Linked DNA regions of Mus musculus: regions 1 and 2 are each linked to region 3. A link is a contact called in public promoter capture Hi-C data. All regions are on one chromosome and are shown on one strand. The core of a region is the stretch at or near the end of the contact, and the rest is flanking DNA. Distances in the headings are between cores, read along the strand shown.

What was found. Promoter capture Hi-C pulls out the DNA fragments that hold promoters and counts their contacts.
Region 1: a promoter capture Hi-C map of second pharyngeal arch cranial neural crest shows a contact between it and region 3. The contact joins the promoter of Nyap1 here to the promoter of Ap1s1 in region 3. A contact is called at or near these places in 7 of 39 promoter capture datasets (the C10 cell line, cranial neural crest, liver and 3 more), 3 of 484 Hi-C or Micro-C datasets (all in embryonic stem cells), 2 of 115 datasets of contacts at active chromatin or transcription factors (bone marrow-derived macrophages and pancreatic cancer cells) and 1 of 9 other capture datasets (liver).
Region 2: a promoter capture Hi-C map of embryonic stem cells shows a contact between it and region 3. The contact joins the promoter of Tfr2 here to the promoter of Ap1s1 in region 3. A contact is called at or near these places in 6 of 39 promoter capture datasets (cranial neural crest, embryonic stem cells, frontonasal cranial neural crest and 3 more), 1 of 484 Hi-C or Micro-C datasets (embryonic stem cells) and 1 of 115 datasets of contacts at active chromatin or transcription factors (embryonic limb bud).

Annotation. Positions count from the first base shown.
Region 1 is chr5:137,739,133-137,743,732 of GRCm38.p6, reverse strand. Nyap1 (neuronal tyrosine-phosphorylated phosphoinositide 3-kinase adaptor 1) reads left to right here and starts at 2,565. Exons shown (of 7, transcript NM_001347505.1): 1 at 2,565-2,682; 2 at 3,931-4,082. The coding sequence starts at 4,015.
Region 2 is chr5:137,567,910-137,572,065 of GRCm38.p6, reverse strand. It overlaps Tfr2 (transferrin receptor 2), which reads right to left and starts at 2,226. Exons shown (of 20, transcript NM_015799.4): 1 at 2,132-2,226; 2 at 1,948-1,994; 3 at 1,025-1,078; 4 at 543-789; 5 at 275-452. The coding sequence starts at 1,057. It overlaps Actl6b (actin-like 6B), which reads right to left. Exons shown (of 14, transcript NM_031404.5): 14 at 2,486-2,760. The coding sequence ends at 2,680.
Region 3 is chr5:137,044,840-137,048,958 of GRCm38.p6, reverse strand. Ap1s1 (adaptor protein complex AP-1, sigma 1) reads left to right here and starts at 2,851. Exons shown (of 5, transcript NM_007457.3): 1 at 2,851-2,951. The coding sequence starts at 2,949.

The sequences.
Region 1 (4,600 bases), core at 1,316-3,815, 700 kb before region 3:
CCTTATCCCATAGGGAAGAACAATGGCATGAATGCAGATATTCGATGAAAGAAACTGAGGCTCAGAGGCATTCCATTATTTTTCTAAGGCAGAATTAGGATTCTATGGGAATACCTAGACTCCTTGCTTTGCTTCACATAAGTTTGTTTGGTTTTGGTTTTTTTTGGTTTGTTTTAGGTTTTTTTTTTTTTTTTGGCTTTTCCAGACAAGGTTTATCTGTGTAGCCCTGGCTATCCTGCAACTCACTCTGTAGACCAGGCTGGCCTCGAACTCAGAAATTCTCCTGCCTCTGCCTCCCAAGTGCTGGGATTAAAGGCATGCGTCACCACACCCAGATTTCACATAAGTTTTTTAAGATAAGGTTTTAGTAGCCCAAGCTGGTAGCCAGGTGAACTCCTAACCCTTCTACTACATCTGAGTTCAAGAACCACAAACGTAGCCACCATACCTGAAACTCATGGAAAGTTCTCATCACCTCTATTATTGTGGTAGTGTTGGTACTAGTGAGTGAACCCAGGCATGTTAGCTAAATGCTTTCCTGCTGAGCTGCAGTCCAGACTGGCCTTGAACTCAGAGACCCGCCTGCCTCTGCCTCCCTAGTGCTGATTAAAGGATGCCCCATCATGCCTGTCTTACGGCTTGTTTTTATTATGTGTATGTATGTGTGACTGGGTGTAGGAATGTGCCCATTTGGTACGGGTGCCTGAGGAGGCCAGGCATCTAATCCTCTGAAGCTGGAATTACAGGGAGTTGTGAGCCACTCAGTGTGGGCGCTGGGAGCTGAACTGTAGTCTTCCACAAAAGTAGTATGTGCTGCCGAGCAGCTCCCTAGTCCCTCGGACCACATTCTAAGGTTAGGTAAATGTTGAGACAGACAGAGACAGACAAAGAGACAGAGGCGCAGAGACAGATGTAGATGGATGACACACCATCTTTTTTTTTTTTTTTTCGAGACAGGGTTTCTCTGTGCAGCCCTGACTGTCCTGGAACTCACTCTGTAGACCAGGCTGGCCTTAAACTCAGAAATCTGCCTTGCTTCCCAAATGCTGGGATTAAAGGCGTGCGCCACCACACCCGGCTGACACACATCTTTAATCCCAGTACTCCGATGGCAGAGACAGGAGGATCTCTGAGTTGTAGGCTAGCCTAGTCTTCAGAGTGTGTTCTAGGACAGCCTGGGCTACACAGAGAAACCTTGTCTGAAAATTTTTAAAAAGCCACAGTCTTGCTCGTCTTGTCTGTCATATTTTCGCCATAGTAAAAATGGCTGTAGTAGCTGCAGTCAGGAAACAAGCTTCCCACGTACCCTTACTCCTCCAAACTGGATCCCTATATAGGCTGCTGGTTTACAAAGTGCTTACAACCCTCTTCCTTCCTAAGGTCTTTATTTATAGTCGCATGTAGGCCACGGTCGGCTTTGAACTTGTGTAGCAGAGGATGACCTTGAACTGAAGCGCCTCTTGATTCTACCTGAGGAATGCTGGGATCACAGGTGTGTGCCGCAGCGTGTCAAGCCTCAGTAAGGTTAATCGAGGCAAGTGTGAAATGAGACATGGCTCAGACAAGCAGTGGGATGTGCTTGGGGCCACACAACACACCTGCATAGATTTTGCCGCATTGAAAAGCGTCCACAGGTACCAGGGATTAGGATGTGCATATTTTGCAGGGGATATCTCCCCCCCCCCCCCCCCCCCCAGTCCTTGGCGGATACAGCAGAGGTCTTCTCGATGCTAATTTACCCAACCACAAAGCTATCCACGTAAGGAATTTGTCAGAGCTCTGATGAGAAAAGGTCAAAAGAGGGGAGGGGTGAGGTCACATCCCTAACCACTCCCAGGTGGTGCCCCTGGTGGTCTCCCGCACGGGCCAACCTGGTGCGCTCAGATCCTGGCGGGCGGCGCCCACGGAGTCAAAGGTTAGTAAGGAATGACTTGGAGCGCGGGGGCGGACGCGCGGAAGACTTTGAGCCCCACACGGTGGAACAAGGTCCGGGCGCCTGGGAGGCTGCAAGGGGAGGAGGCCCAGCACCGCCAGCCAATTCTCGTGCCCTCCCCGCACCTAGGGCGGGGTGGCAGGGTGGGGGCACGGCGGGGACTAAGCCAAGGGAGCACGCCCCCTGCTGAGCAGATGCGCTGATCTCCAGGCAGGCGACTCGGAGTCCCTCTGCCCGCCTCACCGCTTGGTAGCACCCAGGGGCCGCAGCCGCAGCCTCCCACCCGGGAGCACTAAGGCGCACCGGGTTCGCGGGTGGGTGCGACCTCCAGGCTTCCGCTGGGGGGCGCCGCTGAGCACCCCGCTCCGCTTAGGGCTTGGGAGACCCAACCCAGCACAACACGGCTGAGTAGGGGGCGCGGGTCGGCGAGAACCAGACGCCCGAAAGCTGCGGAGCGGAACTCCCACACCCCAAGACCATCCTCTCAAGATCCCCTGTACGCTCCGCAGTCCTTGCACCCTCCACCCTAACCTCCTGGTGCAGCGCCGCACCGCCGTTCCCGCTCTGCCCTTGGAGGGTGTGGAAGGGTGGGTTTGGGGCCGGGGGCGGGTCTGGGGGCGGACCCGGAGGCGGGGCTGTCTCTGCGGCAGGGCCCAGTTCGGCTCCCCCAGTCTCTCTCTGTCTCTCCTCCTCCCTCCTCCTGCTCCGGGCGGAGCCCGGCATGGGGGGGCCGGCGCCCGGCAGGCCAGGTACGGTGATGTAGAAACTGGGGAGGCTTCATGCGGGGAGGTGGTGATGGGGGGACTACGGGTAGGGAGGAATTGGCGGGGCGAGAGGCGGAGACACCCAGGGTAGCAGGACAAGGGGAAGAGGAGGGGGTGCCCCGGGAACCTGGGGCCCTTGGATGGAAAAGGGGGGGGGGGTTAAAGCAGGCCAGGTTTGGAACAAACTGGGGAAGGAGGAGGACGGCTGTGAGGAGGGGCTCCAGGGAGGAGACGTGAAGCTGAAGGCGAAAGGGAGAGAGTGTGTTTGGGGGAAGGGACGCAAAGCGCAGGTATGGAGGCCGAAGCCCAGAAGGTTGCTATGGGGCCAGACTGGAGACCCCCGCCAGGGTGGGATTCAAGGGCGGGACTACTAGGGGGGAGCCGGGGGTTCTCCCAAATCCTGGAGCAGACAGAAGGTAGATTGATTTGGGCTATCAGCAAGAGGAGGGAGGCAGAAACCATTGCTGAGGGACCAGGGAGCTGGAATAGAGGTGGACGGAGGTCCAGGCCCAGGATTGGAAAAGCGGGGACTCCGGAGAGTGAAGGTAGATGGATGGATGGGATTTCAGTTGCCCAACTCAGTATCACCATCCTTCCTTCAGCATCCCCACCCTGCCCTGATGAACCCCCCACTAAGCCTCAGGGCCTAAAAGAGGGTAGGAAGCCTAACTCCCCCCCCCCCCAAGCTGGGTGCAATGTACGCAAGTAGGCCCTGAGCACAACTTGTCTGTAGGTGTGGCCAATTCCATAGCAGATTTGTGTGCTAGAGGTCTGTGTGTATCTATCAGTGGGTGTGTCTGTGGGTGTTTATGTCTGTGTGTGTTGTTCCTGGGTTTGTGTTTACCTGTGCCCCTTTATGTCTGTCCCTATTTGTAGATATGTCTGTGGCCTGTGGTGTGTCTAAATATGCTGTGTCCCTACAGAGTTGCTGTATGCTTGTGAGGTCTGTCTGTCTGTGGTGGTTCGGGATATATTTACACAGAATGGGAATCTGTGCCAACCTGATCGCTCAGTGTCTGTGGCTCCAAACACCTTTGTCAGGGTGTGTGATTCTGGACACACACACTTCTATGGCTGCCTGTCTGGGAGGGGTTCCCTAAACTGTATGGGATATTCTGTGCCTGTGTTTTCCTTTTCTGAAGACCCAAATCACGTCTCTGCTCCTTTTTCTCTTTCATTCCTCCCTCCCCAACCATATCTTCTTTTTTCTCTCCACCTGTTCCCTTTATCAAGTGGATCCGGGACCCAGGGAGGGCCGCCCCCCGGGCCTGGTGGCATTAAGCAGGGCCCCTCAGCCCCCACCTCTTGCCCCACGACATGAACCTTCTCTACCGAAAAACCAAGCTGGAGTGGAGACAGCACAAAGAAGAGGAGGCCAAACGGAGGTAAGGCTGGGCCCTCCGACTGTCCCACCCACCGCCTGTTGCACCAGACCTCCCCCTTTTGCTTAGCCACAGCCCTTCTCGGGGGCCCACCAGCTTTGTCATCAAAGAGTTTTTTTTTCCCCAGATTTTCTATTCAGCATAGAATGGGCTGCACATGCACTTGCTTGGTCCCAGCCCTGTTCCTGGCTTCTTGGGAGAGGATTTAGCCAGGGGAACGACTTCCAGCTTAAAGAACCTTAGTGGCTTGCTCCCATGCCTAAAGGGCCCAAGTCCCTCCTTCCTGACTCTCTTTTTTTCTGTTATTTTGAGACTGGCTGCTGGCTTTCCCTTGTCACCTGACCTTGGAAAGGGCAGGCAGGCCCTACCATCCTCGTGGGGTCCAGAGAAAGGGTCATTTTAGGGACCTCAAAGAGCACTCAATGTAATCCCCTACCAGTCAGGGTCCTGTTGGAAGGAGGGTACGACTAAATGACAGGTGTGTGTATGTGTGTGTGTGTGTGTGTGTGTGTGTGTAAGGA
Region 2 (4,156 bases), core at 977-3,476, 520 kb before region 3:
TGGGATGACAGACACGTGCCACCAGGCCCTGGTCCCTTGTCTTCATCCACCCAGCTACCTATCTCCTAAATAAACCATCTGTGATGTCTTTGGCCTTTGGATACTGAGCTCCTGGTGTCTGCCATCCTTCCAAGGACCGCTGAGCAGGGAGGCCAGAGAGGCTCGTGGGAAGACCCAAGAAAGGACTTTGGGCAACACGTGAAGTGATGGGGCTCCTCCAGTCTGAGCTGATGACTGGACACTGGACCACGCAGCAGCCAGGCTGTGATCTTACCTGATGGTGTCTTCCATGCGCCCCTCCCCAAGGAACCGGAGAAACATGGCCTGGAGGTCGCTCCAGTACAACGTGGTCCGGCCGGAGTCCTCAGGGTTGACATCTTCATCGACCACCAACACGGAGTCCCCACACGCCTGGCAGGACCCTCGAAAGGCCACGTAGCCTAGGAGGAAGGCTGGCAGGTGGGAAGATGGGGTTCTCTTGTGCTCTCTTCTACTAGACCCCAGAAATGCCCCCAGCCCAGGAGGAGGGAGGGAAGACTCACCCCCAGTGAAGATTAGCAGGGTGATCAGGACCAGATAGGGGGCAGCCTTTCGACCTGCTGCAGCCCAGGGTATGGGAATTGACCTCCCGGGACAGGAGCCTAAGTGCTCAGGGCCTTTGAGTTCCATGGGGCAGAACTGGGCAGGAAGCTCCGCCCCTTCCTCCCTGTCTTCCTCCTCCAGGTGCTCCAGCTGAGGGCCTTCCACGCGTCTGTAGATGGTCTGAGAGGGTCTTGGGGACCACTGTTGCTGAGTGGAGGGGTGAGGTAGGCATGAGATTACGGGAGGGGGCCTAAGAGTTGGCTGAGGGTTAGGCAAGAATGGTGTCACTGACTCCGGCCAGGAGGAAGGGAGCTCTGGAGGCTGGAGAGGAGGGACCCAAGGAGGACCAGTGGGGCCAACCTTATGCATTAGGGAGTTGCCTAAGGGACACGAAGGAAGACCTAATGTGTGTAACCACAACTCCGCACCCCCGTGGTCTTACCACTCTCCGAAGTAGACCCCAACGTTGCTCCATGCTTGTGCCCCCTCCTGAACTCTGCAAGTAGTCCACACACACACACACAAAACCCCGATAAACCGTTTGTGGGAGCCCTAGAGGGCCCCTTATCAGCCCTGACAGGCAGCCTGAACCTAGGCCGTTTCTCATTCCCCATAAGGGTGGGGGCACAGTCTGGCCTCAGTCCAGCCTTCTAGACATTCCCCCTGGTTCATGCTAGACCGCAAGGGGCAGTGCCTTCTCTCACCAATCTTTCCACAAACCCCACTGTTGCGGGCAGACTGCAAAACAATCAATTTTTTTTTTTTTAAACCTCAGAGCAGACTTTGGCCAACTTGGTTCCCGTCACAGGTTGGGGGATGGGGGGGCTTAACGTGAGGGGGGAGGGGAGATATAGGTAAATCCCTCCTTTTCCCTGATTTCACTCTCTCAGGGTGTCCTTGGGGAAAGTCCCCAGCCCCCTTGGAAGTTTCACCATGAAAACGTCTGCCCCTTCCCACCTCTTGGGTCTGGTTGCTAGGTTTTCCCAGCACACAGCCTTCCAAATAACCCGTTAGCCGGTCTTCCTGCCCCAACCCCTGTCTCAGATTCCAAACAGCGGTATCTCAGTGGGGTGACTTGGTGGTTTAATCTGACCACAAAGCTGTCTGTCTGTCTGTCTGTCTGGAATCTGCTTGGTTGCTGGGGAGGAAGTGTTAGGAATGAGGTAAAGAGGTCAAAAGAAACCGACGAGTGGGTCTTGGAGTCAGGAAACTATGGGTTTCCACCTCACCGTTAGGGGGGCAGAAAAGGTCTTGGCCAAGCCACAGTCCTCCCCAGCACCCCTTGGATCACTAAAGGACTTAAGTGTTTCTCCTTCGGGGTCTACGACTCTAAAATTTTGATGAAGGGCCATAACCGCAGTTTACCCTCCAGTTTGAAATCCAAGCCGCGACGAAGACACCAGGACCTGCAGCTGTGAATGGGAAAGTTCAGGGTCCACCTCACCCTTACTTCTGGTCCAGGTTTCCCCTGGGAAACTGCGGGTCCTACCCAGGTCCAGAAAGATCTGAGAGGTAGGGGCTCACCAGTACCCCAGTCCCTGCCTCGTGCCTGTCAAAGCCGAGTCCTGAGTGGGAAGACACAGCAGCCAAGTTCAGCTCAGCAACAGGTCTCTGGGTTTCTTGGACCATGCTCCCAGGAGACTCAAAGCCTACTGAGGCCACACCCACTAGAGCACGCCCCCAGGCCCCGCCCCAGAGGACTCCGCCCCCGCACGTCCTTTTCTGGAGCAGCCCTGAACCAACAACCAGCTCAGTACAGACTCTTCCTGGTCCTTCCAGAGTCCTGACCCCACTAAAACCTAAGAAATTCGTGCCCCAGAGTAGCACGAATGTAGGTGTGTCTCTCTCTGGCATCTCACCAGATCCCCACGCCCCCATTCTCCCCCAAAGAAGTCAAACACTTGATTTTCATAAAAGTTCTTTTTTTTTTTTCTTCTTTCAACTCAGGAACATCACAGTCTAAGAAGATGTGGGTAAGAGAGAAGAGGGTAATGGGAAAGGGAGAGTTCAGCGCTTTTGGATTTCTGGCTGGTAGAACGCCCCTCTGGCGTTTCTCCGTGGATGGGGTGGACGGGTATTTGGGGGAGGGGGGCAACTTCAGGGGCACTTCCGCTCCACGCACTGCTTCCCTCCCTCCTCGTATTCCTGTTTGGAGATCCACATCTGCTGGAATGTGCCCTGAGAAAAGGGCAACATCAGCTGTCAGGCGTCACCCCACACCTCTCTACACCACCACACCTCGGCTTTCTACTTGCCTTCATGCATTTCTCACCTGTATCCTCCCCCCGCCCCCCCCCTTCCGGGAGATTTTAGGCTGCTCTACCACTGAGCCACGCCCCCAGCTCCTCCCTGGGGGATTCTAGGCAGAGGCTCTACCACTGAGCCACGCCCCCAGCTCCTCCCTGGGGGATTCTAGGCAGGGGGGGTCTACCACTGAGCCACGCCCCCAGCCCCTTACTTGAGATTAAACATGTTTTGTGCATGTGTGTTGTATTTGTGCCTGTGTTTGTGTGTGATGGTTGAGCTAACATGTACACACGGAGTACAAAGGGCAGGGTTTACCAAACCATACAGGTTTGTCACTCTGTAGAGAGGCTAGCCAGCCTTGAGCTTCTGGGGCTTCGCCTGTCTCCTCCCATTTTGTAAGAAGAGGCCTGGGATTACAGACAAATGTTCTCCTTACAAGTTGGGTTCTGCGGATCTGAACTTGGGTCCTCATGCCTTGTGCAGCAAGTGCTTTGCCTACTGAGCCATCTTTTCAGCCCTTGTATTTATTTGCCTTTTATTTTGGCAAAGGGTCTCAACCAATGGCCCAGGCTGACCTTGACCTTGTGATCTTACGGCCTCCACATCCAGAGTAGCTGGACATACACCTCCCACCCCAGCCAGCGCCACCATCACCGTTCTGACACCACCGGGCACCTCACTGCTACTCTCCCCTGCTGCTTTTTTCCGGGACCTTCCAACCGTCTTTTTTCATGGATAGCTGCTCAGCCCCCATGTGAAGGTTGGTGTCTCTGGCTCACAGAGCAGCCTTCCTGGGTGACCTCATTTGTCCCTGCCACTCTCCAATCTCTTGTTCCCGACTCAGATACCCAGCTGTGTCTTGGTTACTTCCTCCTGAATACCCTTGACCTTAAACTCCCTATGATCCCATAACTGACATCATCAGCTCCCAGCAGGCTTTGCCCAAACCTCATCTCTTTTGGTTTTCTCTCCTCCCCTCCCCTCCCCTCCCTTTCCCCTTCTCTCCCTCCCATTCCCCTCCTCTCCCTTCCTCTTCCCTTCTTTTTTCTTTCCCCCTTCCCCTTCTGTTCCCTTCCCACAGCTCCCCCTCTTTCTTTTAACAGGCTCACATGAAACACAGGTTGGCCATGAATTCTGGGTAGCTGAAAACATGAATCCCATCCCCCGAACCCACATCAAAAATCTGGGTGTGATAGTATGCACTTGGATCCCCAGCTCCAGAGAGATAAACACATCCCTGGGGCTCGCAGGCTCTGCCTTAGCCTCCTCTGCACAGTCCCCTTGATCGCGGGAAGACTCATGTCGCACCCCTTACCATTGGACCACC
Region 3 (4,119 bases), core at 1,602-4,101:
TTCCTCTTCCCCACTTCCTCTCTCCTTCTGTCCTTCTCTACTGCTACCCCCTCCTCCAGGTCCCAAATAAATTCCCTTTTATATTAGGCCTGTCCTCGTATGGCTTGAGTGTTCATGGGGACACCTTGGCAGGGTCTGCTAAGGTCCTCCCTCCCTCGTGTTTCCATTTCATAAACCCCCTAGGCTGACTTCAACCTAGCTATATAGAGAGGAATGGTTTTCAACTCCTGATCTTCCTGCCTCTAAGGGCTGGGATTACTGGTGTTTGCCACCACACCCAATTTATGCTGGGCTAGGAGCAGATCCTAGGGTTTCACTCAGGGTATGCAAGCAAGTGGTCCATCAACTAAGCCACATCCCCAGCCCTAGTGAGCTTTAAATTGCGTGCCATTCTTAAGGAGTCCCCCTCTGTCCCAAATCATCTCTTTGTCCAATCCTCACACGTTAATTCCTTAGGAGGACCCCATCCTGCTAGCCAGGTTGAGCAGTCTTGCTTTCAAACGCCCATTCATCTCCTGAATGATTCTAACGTGCGAAAATAATAACAGAGGCAGCTCCGTTACTATACATTGTTAAAATCATTTGGGTTTTTAAATTTTTATAATTTTTATTTATGTGTGTGCGTATGTATGCACATGCAAGTGGATGTACAGGTGCCCCTGAGGCCAGAAGAAGGGGTTGGATTCCTGGAGCTGGAATTACAGGCACTTGTGAGCCACCCATGGGGACAGGGGAGGGGGTGCTGGGAACTGGACTAGGGTCCTCATCTGCTCCTGGTCACTAAGCCATCTCTCCAGCTCCTAGTCTTGGTTTTGTTCCTTAGGTCCATTCTCTGCATAAGTTATAAATTGAATTTTATTATACGTATAGGGAAGCTTCCGTTTCACACAGTCAGAGGCTTCAGGAGTCGATTGGGAGTCTTGGAATGCCATCTCTAGAGGATAAAAAGAGGACTGTGTTGTTAATCCTTCAGCCAAAAAAAAATCCGAGTTCCTTAAATCCAAACCTCTTCACTAAAGACAGAAGGACAAACAGGGGAGTAGAGAAATGGAGAGAGAGAAAGCTCTAAAACTCCTGCTACAATTTAAATTCTTTTTACAGTCACATTTACCTATGCTTTAAACTGTTCGGTTTCAATTTCACCACACGCTGGTTTTTTGGTTTTTTTTGTTTTTTGTTTGTTTGTTTGTTTTTTTTGTTTCTTTGGCTTTTCGAGACAGGATTTCTCTGTGTAGCCCTGGCTGTCCTGGAACTCACTCTGTAGACCAGGCTGGCCTCGAACTCAGAAATCCACCTGCCTCTGCCTCCTGAGTGCTGGGATTAAAGGAGTGCATCACCAATGCCCAGCTCCCACTGCTCTCTTTACATAGCCTAGTCTGGCCTTGAACCCTCTTGACCAGTCCTCTTGCCTCTGCCTCCCCAGGGACCAGATTACAGGCATGTGCACAATAATGCCTGGCTAAATTGTTTTGTTGCTCAACGATTTTTTTTTTTGACATTGTGTCTCAGTCCATAAAATGAACTAGCTATGTAGTCAAGAGTCATTTTGAACTCTTGATCTTAGTACATCTGCTTGTACCTTCCAAATAATCACATAATAGGTGTATACCAGCACATCCAGTTTGGTACACACACACACACACACACACACACACACACACACACACACACACACACACATATTCCTCCATAGCCCCAAAACTGGTCATGACCTCTTGCTCTTCCTGCCTCAGCCTCTGCAGGGCTGGGATTGTGACTTGCCTCACCACACCCAGTTCTGGAATCCCACTCTTGCTTGCTTGACAGAGCCACACTGTGTAGTCTAGGCTGGCTGTAGCCTTCTGGCTATGGGGATTACACCACACCCCTTTAATACTATAAGATTCTCTTCATTTCTTCCCCTTTCTCCTTAATTTACAATTTCCTCCCATTCTTTATATTCCTGTTACAGTATTCCCATTTTCAACAATTTTTTTATCCCTGATTTTTATCCCTGGTTTAGTTTTTTTTTAAGATTACATTTTACAAGTGTATTTTGTGTTGCCTGTGACCATGTCTGTCTGTCTGTGTGTGTGTGTATATATGTGTGTGTGTGTGTGTGTGTGTGTGTGGTGTATACAAGCTAGGGTGCTTGCTTATACAGAGGTCAGAGGACAATTTGCAGGAGTCAGTTCTTTCTTTCCACCTTGTGGGTTTGGGGAAACATCTTTACAATCCGAACCATCATATCTGCACTGTTTTGTGTCACTTTTGTTGTTGTTGTTGTTGTTGGAGACAGGCTCTCTGTGGCCTTGGGTGGTCAAGACCGTGCCATGTAGCTGCAGCTGAACTCCTGTCTCTGCCTTCCAAGTGTAGAGATCACAGGATACACCACCACACCTGCCTTGTTTGCTTTGGGGACAGGATCTTGCTTGCTCTGGAACCCTGAGCTGTCCTTGAACTCTTTATTCTCCTAGCCTACCGGTCTCTATTTCCCTCATCCTGCCCATCACCACCCTCTGACTGATGTTTTCCACATCATTCCTCCCAACTTCTTCATCAGCTCCAAAGATCGTGCATACACCTCTCACCCTTTTCCCGCCTTTTTCCCCCACAAATGCTCCAAAGCTCGAAGTCCTCATTGTCCTCTACCCCCTCCCTTCCCATCCTCCAATCAACCCACCAAGACAGCCCTGTTACCATGACGACCAGGCTTTTGCAAAACTGAAGTCAAGGACCTGGTTGCCATGGTTTCCGCTTCTCCGCCTCCAGCCCCGCCTGCGCGCCGGATGAGATGGGGGTGGGTCGCTGCAGCGTTGGCGCCTGCGCAATGCGTCCGTGCTTGGAGCCGGCGAGGCCTTGGGGCGGGGCTTCAAGCGGAGAGGGAGGGAAAAGAAAAGAATCCGACTGGGAGTGGAGCTGGCTTCTACGGTGGCCGGAGAGGGACGCACCGGGCTGGAGGCTGCAGGATGGTAGGCTGTGAGGAGAGGGAGGGGACGGGGACCCGAGGGGCGTGGGCTGTACCTGCAGGGGTCCGGAGGGGGGCTGCCCTTTGTGGGAGTCGCCCTGTCTTCCCTGTGGTCCGCAAAGGATCCACTTCCTGGAGCTGCTGGAGAGAGCTGACCTCGGAAGCTGGAAATGGCACTAGGGACAGGGGTTGGGAGGAGTCTTGCTGGTTAGGAGAGAGGGGACTAGAGCTGAATGGTGGCGGGACTGTCCCGAGCCTGGAGAAGCGCTCGGGACTCTGGGAATCTTTAAGACCCTCCCAGGCACTGCCGCAGGGAAGGCACGAGGTTGGGGCGCCGGGGTCACTCGGGATGGTTGCAGGTCGCCGAAACCCCTTCCCTTGAGGCCCACACTGGAGCATGGCCCATGGAGAGCTCGGTGTGGGAGGGAACAGTTTCCGGGTCTCTGGAGTGAACCTCCTGTCTCGCTTCCTTGACAGCTCACCCGGAGTTCTGGCTCAGGTGGGCTCTAGGGTTTGCCGTCGGGGACCTAGGCTCTGGAAGACTCCCTACTTTGGCAATCCCAGCTCTCCACCCTCTCCGGGGCATTTTCTTTTCCGGAACCCAGGCCTTCCTGCTGTAGCTGTCACCTCCTTTTCTTAACTACACAGGACTCCCTCAGTTCTTCACCTTCCCTATCCCCCCCACCAACAGTACTTACTTCTAGCTTCTGGGGTGTTGTTTTCTTTTAACTTAACCTGCTAAACTGGAAGTGTGGGACACACACAGATATCCCAACCCGGGCCATGTTCTCAGAGCTGTTTGCTGGGAATTGAGTTCAGGATATGGAATGAGGAACCTCTGCAACTGGTAATAAAACTAGGGCCATGCGGGAAGCAGTGAGGACTCTGCTTGCTAGTTATTCCACAGACATTCCCTAGGAGAGCCCTCCAGGGTGACTATGCCCCTGTCTGAGGGACCCAGTGATCAGTCACCTGATGTCTCAGAAGAAAGGTCAGGCCTTAGAGTGCACACCTGTAACCTGGTACTCAGAGGTAAGAAAAAGGGAGATCAGAAAACCAAGGGCAGCCTTCGCTACTTAGGGAATTGAGATCAGCCTGTGCTACATGAAACATTGTCTCACAAAAGAAAGACAGAAAAGAGGGCCAGAGAGACGGCTCAGCTTGTCCGGGTG